Linked DNA regions of Sus scrofa: region 1 is linked to region 2. The links are chromatin contacts, called in public HiChIP or PLAC-seq maps. All regions are on one chromosome and are shown on one strand. The core of a region is the stretch at or near the end of the contact, and the rest is flanking DNA. Distances in the headings are between cores, read along the strand shown. Region 1 has its middle 31 kb from the start of UBE2W. Region 2 holds the start of ELOC (elongin-C).

What was found. HiChIP or PLAC-seq counts read pairs in DNA pulled down with a chosen protein or histone mark.
Region 1: a contact with region 2 is called in an H3K27ac HiChIP or PLAC-seq map of skeletal muscle. The contact joins the enhancer-like site here to the promoter of ELOC in region 2. A contact is called at or near these places in 13 of 47 Hi-C or Micro-C datasets (alveolar macrophages, blood, fetal heart ventricle and 7 more) and 2 of 2 datasets of contacts at active chromatin or transcription factors (alveolar macrophages and skeletal muscle).

Annotation. Positions count from the first base shown.
Region 1 is chr4:62,012,206-62,018,027 of Sscrofa11.1, reverse strand. No RefSeq gene overlaps it. Among named protein-coding and RNA genes, the nearest start is that of UBE2W, 31 kb to the left of the region's middle. Within about 2 kb of position 3,302, at least 81 of the 83 cell types and tissues checked have an H3K27ac peak or open chromatin away from gene starts, as enhancers often do. A contact at or near this core is called in alveolar macrophages, fetal liver, liver and 3 more, where this site is marked.
Region 2 is chr4:61,966,278-61,972,480 of Sscrofa11.1, reverse strand. It overlaps ELOC (elongin-C), which reads right to left and starts at 1,378. Exons shown (of 4, transcript XM_001927321.6): 1 at 1,153-1,378.

The DNA.
Region 1 (5,822 bases), core at 2,053-4,552, 44 kb before region 2:
ACATCTTATGTTACACTTGTATAATATGCATATTTTAAAAATGCAGTTTCTGGAGTTCCCGTCATGGCACAGTGGTTAACGAATCTGACTAGGAACCATGAGGTTGCGGGTTCGGTCCCTGCCCTTGCTCAGTGGGTTAAGGATCCAGCATTGCCGTGAGCTGTGGTGTAGGTTGCAGATGCGGCTCAGATCCAGCGTTGCTGTGGCTCTGGCGTAGGCCGGTGGCTACAGCTCCGATTCGACCCCTAGCCTGGGAACCTCCATATGCCGAGGGATTGGCCCAAGAAATAGCAAAAAGACAAAATAATAATAATAATAATAAAATAAAAAAATAAAAATGCAGTTCCTCTTACAGCTTAAATAACCTCTTCCGCAGCAGTAATATCCTGGTGTGGAAAAGATAAAGAAATCTACTGCAAACTTTTTAGGTAAGGACATAGTTAGAGCAGCATTCTCGTATAGCTTACTTTTTCCTAAGAACTGAAATTCAAAAAATAGCAATTTACTAACATCTTTCCACAGTTTTTCTCTATAGTACTATCACCTCCTAATACAATATGCAATCAACTTACTTTGTTTTTATTGTAGACTATTACAAGGGCAGAAATCTTGTCTGCTTTAGTTCACTGCTGTATCTCCAGCACCTAGATGAATATCTGACACACAGTGGGCCCTCAAAAAGTAACTGATGAAAGAATGAGCAAATTTCAAAATGTGGTTGTAGTTTTATGTGTAATTTAATTGTTTTGAAAAAGAGTTAAACTTTGCTATTAACATGATCAGGAAAAAATTTTGTTCAAAGACACAGAATACCTATAACACAAAGTGTTGTGTTTCAAAATGCTGGATTTATCTATGTTAAAATGTTAAGATACTACCAGAAAAGGATGTAAAGAAAAGTCTACTGCTGATGCGAATGTAAATTGGTGCAGCCACAATGGAAAACAGTATGGAGCACCCTCAAAAAACTGAAATTAGAATGAGTATATGATCCAGCAATTCCACTGCTGGGTACATATTCAATGAAAATGAAACACTAATGTAAAAGATACATGCACCCTAATGTTCATAGCAGCACTATTTACAACAGCCAAGATATGGAAACAACCTAAGTGTCCATTAAGGGATGAATGGATAAAGAAGATACACATACACACAAAGTACAGACACACACAATGGAATACTACTCAGCCATAAAAATTAAACTTTGCCATCTGCAACAACATGGATGGACTTGGAGAGTACTATGCTTAGTGAAATCAGTCAGAGAAAGAAGTAACGTACACTATTACTTACATGTGTAATCCAAAAAATAAAACCAGTAAATACAACAACAAAAAAAGAAACAGACTCAAAGATATAGAGAAATAAGCTAGTGGTTACCAGTGGAGAAGAGGAAAGGGACAAGATAAGAGGAGGGGACTAAGAGGTACCAACTACTCTGCACAAAATAAATAAGCTACAAGGACATATTCTACAGCACAGGGAATATAGCCAATATTTTCCAGTAATTATAAATGGAGTATAATCTTTAAAAATTGTGAATCACTATGTTGTACACCCGAAGTTTAGAGTATTGTAAATCAACTATGCTTCAGTAAAAACATTTTAAAAATAAAAAAGATACTACCAAAAATGTTTCAGATATCTCAAAGTACAAATAAATACACATTAAAAAAAAGAGAGATTTAGCTTTTTAAAAAGGGAAACATCAGTTTTCTATTCCTCTAATCAGAAGACCTACAGGAATAAAGGGTGAAAAGACAGTCAGAGGTAGCACTTGGGATACAGAAAAATGCAGTATTGCATGAAGTATTGTTGCCATTGCTTAAGCCACTATGTAAAAGTCAAGACTGTCAACCATTAAGTTTTGTACCAACTCAGTTTTTTCTTTTAAAAAGGGCAATCTGCCTTCTCCAGACACTTACTGTCTAAACTGAATCAGCTAGTTATCCCAAAAACCCTCCTGCCAAATATAATCAGAAGTACTGTGGATTTTAATCTTTTTAGTCTTAAAAAGAAAGGTTTTAATCTTAATATACATAATCTTAAATTGGTCATATAGCCAATCTACTGTTCAACTGGTGTTCTACAGTTCCGTTTTTGGCCTCAAATGATGAAACTTCTCTAACGTCTCTGGGGAGACTAGGGTAAAGTATAATGTTTCCTGAAATTGTTCTTGTTTTTTCTCTGACTGTTTTCATGGTATCTCTTCAACTGGGAATGTTACATACAAATTTGTTTTTTCTATTCTGCAAGAAAGTCCAGTGGGAGACACAAAGGTAAAAAGAGTATTGTATGGGGAACAGGCTGAAAGGGAAGAAATAATACAAAAGCACAGAGGTAAATGTGAAGCAAACACATGCACGAAAGAGAAAGAAGATGTAGAAAAGAGAAGAGATTAAAGAAAAGCACTGTCCTCGCCTAAAAAGAGGAAAGAACAGAAGAAGGATAGGCACACTTGCTCATTCTTCTAGAAACAAAAGCACGAAATCCTTCTAAGAAAGACGTGGTCCCTTTAAGATGTTGTTAAAACTCTAAAAAGCGCTCCGTTGACACTCCAAACGGGAGTTCTGCCTTCTCTATGTTTTGACAGAGCTGGTCTTCATCTATAAATTAAATGCAAGCTAGAGATAATGCAGAGTTAATCTTTATAAAACTGCAATCGCGGATGCCATCTTTGCCTGGGGAAAAAAACCCCACCAAACTCCTTGAATTTGGAAAAAAGGAGTATATTAAGTTGGGAAACCAGAAAACCAGGCATTGCCAAGTCAGGTAGCTGTAACACGGGTTAACAAACGCCTCCTGCCAAACTAAGGTTCCACTAAAGATCTGGGGAAGAAGGGTTGTAGCCTTACCGCGACCGCAAGGGTGGGGCAGTGTTAGGGGAAAAAAAAAAAAAAAGATTTGAAGGCGAGCTACCTCGGGAGGTATAGGGAGCTGGAGACTTATCTCCCGGGAAGACTGCAATATTTAGGCGGCAAATGATTTTGACGGACTAAGGGCAGCTGCGAGGAGAGTGAGAAAATGCGCTGCCGGGCGTACGTTCGTTGAGAGTACAGAGGCTGATAAAGGAAGATACCCATGGGGCAAAGGACTAAGAGTCAAAAGGAGAGCCGAGGGGCCAAGCAGACAGGGAGGCCCGGCGTGGGAGGCCTGAGCAGAGGCCTCGAAGCGCCCCTGCAGCCAGCCGCCTTCTCCGGGAACGCCTTTTCGGCTCCCCGACACTCAGCCCCTCTTAGGGCCGCCCCTGCCCCAACGACAACGGCGAGAGCAGCTGTTTCCGCCCAGCCGGGGACCGCGGAGGAAAACGCATCCCTGGGGCGGGAGGTGTGTGGGGGGGGAGGCCAGCGGCAGCCGTCGGTGTGAGCTGGAAGTAATTCCGAGACCACTGCCGCTGAGGCAACATCAAACTTCGCCCTTTCCTCCCCTTAGTCTCTTTTATCCCCCAACTTCCTAGCCGGCTTGTGTCCGCTTCGACCGACCGAGACTCCCCCTTCTCGCAGCCTCTCACCCCTCCCAACGCCCTGACTCTGGGGAAGGACCGGCCACGGAGCCGCTCCGGGACCCGCCCGGGTGCCCCAGAGTCCCAGACACCCAGCTCAAAGAAACACTCGCATCCTCTGCACGGCTCCAGAGCCCGCCCAGATGCTGCAAACTCCTCTTACCTGCATTGACGCCATGATGGAACCATCCCCCCTAGGCCGGCGAGGCCAGAGACGCAGGGGGCGGAGCTGCCGTGCTCGCGTCACGCCGCGGGGGCCCAGCATCCCGGGCGCTGGGGGCGGGGCCTCCGATGGGAAGGAGATGGCGTGAGGGGATTGGCTGGTGCTCTAGGCGCCCAGGGGGAAGGGCAAGCTGAGGCGCGGTGAATGGCGCTGTCTATACCTTCGGTCACGTCCAACTCTCTGGCCTCCACGACGAGCCCACTCGCTACCCGGATCGCTTAGGAAACGCTGGTCGGGTTCTGATTCGAGCCCCATGGTTGTTTTTTTCTATCTATAACATAAGATCCTGATGATGTCCACACCCGTGGGCTTTGTGGGGGGGGGGGGTTGTTTTGTTCTTCCAATCAGAGGTGTATAGTTTATAGATTTTTTTCTTTCCGATGCCCTCTCTACACCACAGTGCCCACTTTCACAGCTTGGGGCAAGATAAAACTTCCGCAGGGCAGCTTTCTGGTCTTTACGCACCTGGAAGACTTCTCATATTCCTAATTTGGGGATGAGAGACACTGATTTGCTTATACAACGGGATGAGGATTGAGAGCAGAACAGAACTTTGATATTTTAAAGGCAAGGGCAGATTTGTAGAGCTGAATCTTGCCTGAAGGGAAAGAGAATGTTTTGAAGTTTTTTTGTGCAATTTCCACCTCTTTACCGCAACCCCTCAGTTTTAAACTGCGCATGTATCTGTAATAGTTATGTTGTTATGGCACTGACACTTGTTTAGAGGTTTCATCCTAAGCATGAGATTGTTTAATGTACCAGTGTCACTTATACTTTCTATCACATCCAGACTTCTCTTCAGCCTGTTTCGTGGTGGGCAGTTTTGTGGTCATTCCACCTAGAGATATATTTGAAGAGGGAGAGCTGAGTACACAGAATTTATTCTGGGAATGCACCAGTTCTGCCAAGATGTATGAGAAGCCACGTTTTTAAAATCTATTCCAAAACCGAAGATGTTATTGGTTTATTCCAGGAAAACTGGAAGCCAAAAGTTCGCACCTCCTGTTCTATTTTTTTTTTTTTTTTAATGTAGGTGGCTGACGTGTTGAGTAGAAGGCTTTTACATTATCGGAATGAAAGCTTAAAATCTGTCATTTTATTAACTTGGAGTTCTTTTTAGAAATTTATATAAGATTTAAATATAAGAGCCCTGTGGGATATCATCCTTCCCACTCTAAAGATAGATCATTATGTTCTCTGTGAAATTCCCGAATGTAAAATGTGTTCAAAAATGGAAAAAGATCCTTAAAATACACTAATTATTCTATGGTATAATATTAAACACCCTATTCTTCATCACTAGAGAGGAAGTTAAATTGGTAACTCAGACTTCCACTGATCGCCAGAAATGGGCTGATTTTCCCTGTGTTGTGCAAAATGACTGTGTCCTTGAGGAAGATTTGGAGGCTCTTGGCAACCAGGAATGACCCAGAAGCACATCAGGTGTCAGCCCAGTTTTGTTGCCTATATTTCAACTGAGTAAAGTCCATATATCAATGAAAGAGGAAAGCTTTTCCAGATATATTTTCTGCTGGTGATCTCTCTCCCTATAATCTCAGGAAATTGCTCCAGAAGATCAGGTTTTTTTTGTTTGTTTATCTTTTGTCTTTTTAGGGCCGCAACCACAGTACATGGAGGTTCCCAGGCTAGGGGTCGAATCAGAGCTGCAGCTGCTGGCCTACACCACAGCACATCACAGCCACAGCAACGCCGGATCCTTAACCCACTGAGCAGGGCCAAAGATTGAACCTGTGTCCTCATGGATACTAGTCTGGTTCGTTAACCACTGAGCCTAGATGGCAACTCCCAGAAGATAAGGTTTTACAATCTCAGGTTTACTTTATTTAAAGGCCAATTCTTCCCAAGGTATAAGTGACTTTAAATGACCCCACAAAGAAAGCTTTATGACATCATCAGGGTCAACAACCTGCCATGACAAATACTAATAAGGAAGAAAAGGGATTACAGGACTCTTAACATCTCTTACAGTAAAATCAGCCTCTGGTCCCTTGGGTGTGATATGTGCTAAAGAAGATCTTTATAGGAGGGAAAAGTTAGTACCAGACTTATCTTTCCAGGAAATGTAAGATAATA
Region 2 (6,203 bases), core at 129-2,628:
TTTATCCATGTATATTTTGGAATGGTAGAGAGTTACTATGTTATCTCATACTTAACGGAAAAAAGAACAGTCATTTAAAAATTAAACATGAATCCCAAACTATCACTGGCAATAAGTAATTAATAACCAAGGTGACAAGGAACCATAGTTGTCTCCTTGCCACTGTGTCTCCACAATGAATGAACCAACGTGTGAACCGTGGATTGTATTATGAATTATATTACATTTATAACATAAACGAGATTAGAGATGTATCATTTTAGTCCGCTAAACGAAAAAGGAAATTAGTCGGGGATCAAAAAGCAAATTTGGCAGTGTGAAAATTAGGTTTTAAAACCCTAAAAGGATTTCGGTTGTTTCTTATACTGAAGGCGATGCAGAGTAGAAATGCTCGCACTGAAAACTCGAACTAGTTCCATCAGAGTAACTTAATGGCCACTGTACTTTACACGAGATACCGCCTTTCAGATGAGCCTGGGAGGCAGATGCACGACAGCCCCAAATCACCACGTCAGGCTGAGATCACCCGACAAGTTGCCCAAAAGATGAACTTCTCCGGGTCCCGCAGCTGCAAAGAGTGAAGGACCCTCTCCTGTGACTAGGAGCTGACTCCAAGAAAAGGACGAAATCTTGAGTGCACCCGGGGAAAGCAAAAAGGAAAAGCGACAGGGCTGCCATGCTACTCACTCCACCCTCCCCGCTCACAACCCCGAGGAGGCCCAGTCTCGCCGGCCGCCGCCCCTCCTTTTCCCTCTTTTCCAAGCCCACGGATCTGCGCCAGGAAAGGTCCCGCCGCCCTCCTCTCCCCTCCCCCAAACCAGGAGCTGAAGACGCCAGGGGGAGGTTAAGAGCTTCCGTTCCTTCCCCGCCCAAATGGGAAGAGGTGGGAAGTGAGGTTGCAAGCGAGCCCAGTACGAGCTTCCCTTGTCCCCCACGCGAACCCGGAGCTCCGGTCCCACCCCAGCCCGAGACTCACTCGTCAGCCCCGCAGCCACCGCAGCCACCGCACCGGGTCCCCGCGCACCGCCACAGCCCCTACACCAGGGCCACCCCCCCACCCCCAGCCGCCTGCCGCCGTGGGTTCCGGGGCAGTTAGAGGAATCACTTCCGCTGGGTCACGGACGCTTTCTACGACGCGCGGGAGATTAGTACCTGGCGAGGCAGGGACGCGCTGAGTCCGTCGCTTGCCGGCGTCCACAGGAAGTGTGCAGCGCCCCCTCCCTTCACCCCCAGGCCAGCCTGGAAGGACGGCGGTCCTCGGCAAGTCTCAACCAATCCTATTCTGGGTATTCTGATTCCCAGCATGCAGCACCGACCCCGATCTGATTGCGGAGGGTTAGAGCATCCTCAAGAAGGTGGTGGGAGAGGAGAGGGGAGGGGGGTGGAGGGTGGAGGGGGGGGGCCTGAGGCAGCACTGCATCTCGGGATTTGTAGTTTCCCTGGAGGGTACTGTCGTGATTGGCCGAGGCAGCACTGCATCCTGGGACTTGTAGTTCCTCACGCTGAGTTTTGCTCTTAGTTATTTTGGAGGTTGTCCCAGCTTCTCATTGGGGCTGCGCCTGGAGGTCGGAGACTACCTTTAGAGGAAAGGTTGCAGAGTGGGAGTGTAGTTTCTTTCCTAACAAGAACGTGTTCTTTATGGAACAGCTTCGCTCTTTTCTGAAAAGTTGTAGAGCTTGTTGAAGAGCATCTCAGCTCGCGAAATCGCTGGCCTCATTTCCTCTCTTCCCGGTATCTTTCAGTGTTTACCGAAAACTAACCACGCCCTCCACCCCCGCTCTGGGGCCTTTCCCCCACCCCCTGTCCACCTCCCAGCCACCGGGGTGCTCAGCTTCTGGATTCTGAAGTTACTCTGACACCAGCTTTGTCACTCCACGCCCCCTCTGCTTCTCCTTCCTCGAGCTCTCTGGGCGGTGCGCTCTCCCCTCAACACCCATTCGCCTATTCTCTTTACAGATTTTACCTCCACTTCAGATGGGATTATGTCTTGATAAACCCATGGGAAGTTGAAAATATTGTAAGTGGAAAATGCATTTAACAGGCCTAACATACCCAACATAGTTCAGCCTAGCCTACCTTAAAACGTGGTTAGAATGCTTACATTAATTTACAGTTAGGCAAAAATCATCTAATGCAAAGCTTTTTTATAACAGTGTTGATTATCTCATGTAATTTATTGATTATTGTACTGAAAAGGAAAAACAGAAGGGTTGTAAAGGTATTTTTTACCCTCTTGACTGGGTGGCCGATTAGGACCTTCAACATGGAGGGAGAGAGTATCATACTGCATATGGGTAACCCAAGAAAAGATGAAAATTCAAAACTATGTGTGGTTCCTACTAAGTATGTGTAGTTTTCATACCATCATCAAGTCGAAAAATCGTAGGTTGAACCACTTTAAGTCAGAGCCGTCTCTACTTGCTTTCCCGTGGTGAAATTCAGGCACCCTTCCAGGAAGGGTGAAACAGCTAAATAAAGTTCACCCTCTGTTTACCAGACAGTGGCACGAAAGGAATGTAGGGCCAAGACTCTCACCATTACAAGTTGCTCAACTAGGACTGTTGTGTAACAGTGTCCGCAAAAGGAAAACAGATATAGGCAATCCAAAGTTTATTGACCCAATTAACGCTTTGGGCCTGAAAGACATTTTTAGTTGATTGGGCAGATAAAAAGTATTCAAAGCTTTTGTAAAAATTATTAAACAGTTTTTTAGATTATGATAGTAGCTCAGAATAGAGTTTGGTGGGGAGAAGAGGAGGCTGTGGGCTCATTTTCTTTTTTCTTTTTTTTTTTGTCTTTTGTCTTTTTTTAAGGCTGCACTCACTGCCTGTGGAGGTTCTCAGGCTAGGGTTCCAATCAGAGCTGCACCTGCCAGCCTATGCCACAGCCATAGCAACACCAGATCTGGGCCACGTCTGTGACCTACACCACAGCTCACGGCAACACCAAATCCTTAACCCACTGAGTGAAGCCACAACCTCATGGTTCCTAGTCGGATTCATTTCCACTGCACCACGAGGGGAACTCCTTTGGGCTCTTTTTCAATTATACCTTTACTCCTTTATTCAGAAGTGTTGTTTTCTCTCCTTATAACTTCCCCTTTTCTTCTCTGCATTATTGCCTTCTTAAAAGATCTCTATAGTAATTGCTTAATGATAGAATTTTCCAGGTGAGGATACTGAGGCTAGCTAATCCCAGATTTAGGGTTAGAATGTAGTCTAGATGATTTTTTTGCTATGACCAAAAATTTTGGCCATACCTGAGGCTATGGAAATTCCTGGGCCAAGGAATCCAAACTGCAGCTTCAACCACATCTTTAACCCACTGGGCCAGGCTAGTGCAGAGACAAGCCTGGATCCTTAACCTGCTAGCCACAGTGGGAACTCTTGTTAATTATAGTTGATTTACAATGTTGTGTTAGTTTCGGGTTGTATACCAGAGTGATTCAGCTATGTGTGTATATATATTCTTTTTCACATTCTTTTCCATTGTAGATTATTACAGGATTTCGAATATAGTTCCATGTGCAATAGAGTAGGTCGCTGTTGTTTACCTGTTTTTTATATAGTAGGGTATATGTGTTAATCCTAAACTCCTAATTTATCCCTCCTTTCCTCCTTCCCCTTTGGTAACCATAAGTTTCTTTTCTATGTCTGTGGGTCTGTTTCTGGAAGTGATACCCATTCTCAATTTTTCCACCAGTCTCCATTTTTTCTTTTTTTTGGCAGAAGTTTCTGGGCCAGGTTTCAAACCTGAGACACAGCAGTGACAACACAGGATCCTTAACCTGCTGAGCTACGAGGAAACTGTCATCAACCTCCATTTTTATTTTTATTTTATTTTATTTATTGTATTTTTTTATGGCCACACCCAAGGCATATGGAAGTCCCTGGGCCAGGGATTGAATCTGAGACACAGCTGTGAACTATGCCGCAGCTGTGGGAATGCCAGATCTTAAAAACCACTGCAGCGAGCAGGGGATCAAACCTGCACCTCCAAAGCAACTATGCAAGCCGTTGCAGTTGGATTTTAAACCCAGTGGGCCACAGCAGGAGCTCCCACCCTCCATTTTTATTTTCTTTTTCTTTTTCTTTTTAGGGCCCACCCTCTATTTTTCAAGGGAACCTGTCAGATGATGTGAATGGGGAATCAAGGAAGGCTTCTAACAACCTTAGTATCATTACAAAATACCATGCAATAGTTTCTATTCAATAAAGGTCTCTAAATTACTAGAATTAGGAAATTATTTAATAAGCATGAGTAACAATTCCATGTAATTCAATAGCACAGTTCTCAGAATATGATCTCATTTTAGCTATTTAGTAACCTTGACAGGTAGACCAAATGTTATTATTTTCATTTGCTTACAGTTTGTGTAGGAAGAAACTAAGCTTAATAGAAGATAAAAATTCAGGCTTTCAGAGTTCCTGTCATGGCGCAGTGGTTAGCAAATCCAACTAGGAACCATGAGGTTTTAGGTTCGATCCCTGGCCTTGCTCAGTGGGTTAAGGATCCGGCGTTGCCGTGAGCCGTGGCTCCCGATTAGACCCCTGCCTGGGAACCTCCATATGCCACGGGAGCGGCCCTAGAAAAGACCCCCCAAAAAAAAAATTGCTTTCATAGCATATTTTTGCGTATTCATACGAGGCCATTAGACTGAGATGGCTCTGATGCCTTCATAGTTTAGTGAGCAAATGAAACCTAAGCCAAAGTCAATTCTTTTTGTATTTTTTTTTCTTTCTTCTTTTTTTTTTTTTAGGGCTGCACCTGTGGCACATGGAGGTGCCCAGGCTAGGGGTTGAATTGGAGCTGTAGCTGCCAGCCTGTGCCACAGCCACAGCAATGTGGGATCTGAGCCGCATCCTTGACCTACACCACAGCTTATGGCAACGCCAGATCCTTAACCCACTGAGCAAGGCCAGGGGTCAAACCCGCATCCTCATGGATACTAGTCGGGTTCGTTAACCGCTGAGCTATAACAGAACTCTCAAAGTCAATTCTTACAAATGCCTCAAAGATAGGGACAACCAGTCACAAAGAGCCAACTAGATTTTCTCAAATAATGCAACAGTATAAGCTATAACTAGTCAAATAATTTCCTTGCGATTCATGTTCATCTTCTCTGCAAAAACCTTGCATCTGTCCATGGAGTACTCCTCATCACTTCCAGTTTGGTGTTGCCTGATTCAAATAAATTTTTGCTTAAATAAACTCAATTTTAACATAATTCAGTTTATTTATTTATTTTTTTGACATTTATTTATTTATTTCACAGGATCTGAGCAGGGTCTGAGCCTTGTCTGTGACCTACACCACAGCTCATGGCAACGCTGGATCCTTAACCCACTGAGCAAGGCCAGAGATCAAACCTGCATCCTCATGATTACTAGTAGGTTTTGCTACTGCTGAGCCACAACGGGAACTCCTGTTTATCTTTTTAAAACTAATTAAAAAAAAAACCCGTTTATATGAACAGACCAATTTCAATTCATATCCATACAGTAAAGGATAATTGATGTTGTTTGTAACATGAGTAACACTAAAACGAATTTTTAAAAAGTAAGAGGGTGATAACTTGAAAGAGAAGTTATCCATAAAGAAGTGGTGTAATTTTACCCTTCTGGATACTAAGAAAAAAACAGGATTTAGATTTGCAAAGTTGATATTATTTTGGACTATTTGTTTCTCTCCTATGCAAATAATATTTTGAGTCAAAAACTGTTCTTAAATAGTAATCAGTAATAGTAAACTGTATTTACAAGCTGGATGCTCATCTCTCAAGATTCAGCTGAACCTGAAGCCTTTGGACGTTGAGGCCAACTTAATCATTTTATCTTTTGGGCTTCTGCAGCATTTTGAATTGGTATATTTTAATTATATTACAGCATTATATTTTAGCTTATTTTTAGGTGTTTCCTTCACTATGTAAGCACTGTGTAATATTGGATTCCCAATATTATCCAGTGTCTTTGTATCCTCTGCTTCCAGTTTAATCCTGACAATAGGCGAGGGGTCCAATGCCTTTATAACAAATGACGAACGAATGTATATATGGATGAAAATGATTTCCGATGACAAATTTGACAAGTATCAACATTACATGAACGAGTTCCACTTATTTTCTACTAAACCATTGCTTGGATTAAATTACCATTGATTTTCGTTCAAATGAATGATATATTATTCCTCTGTGCCAATAGATT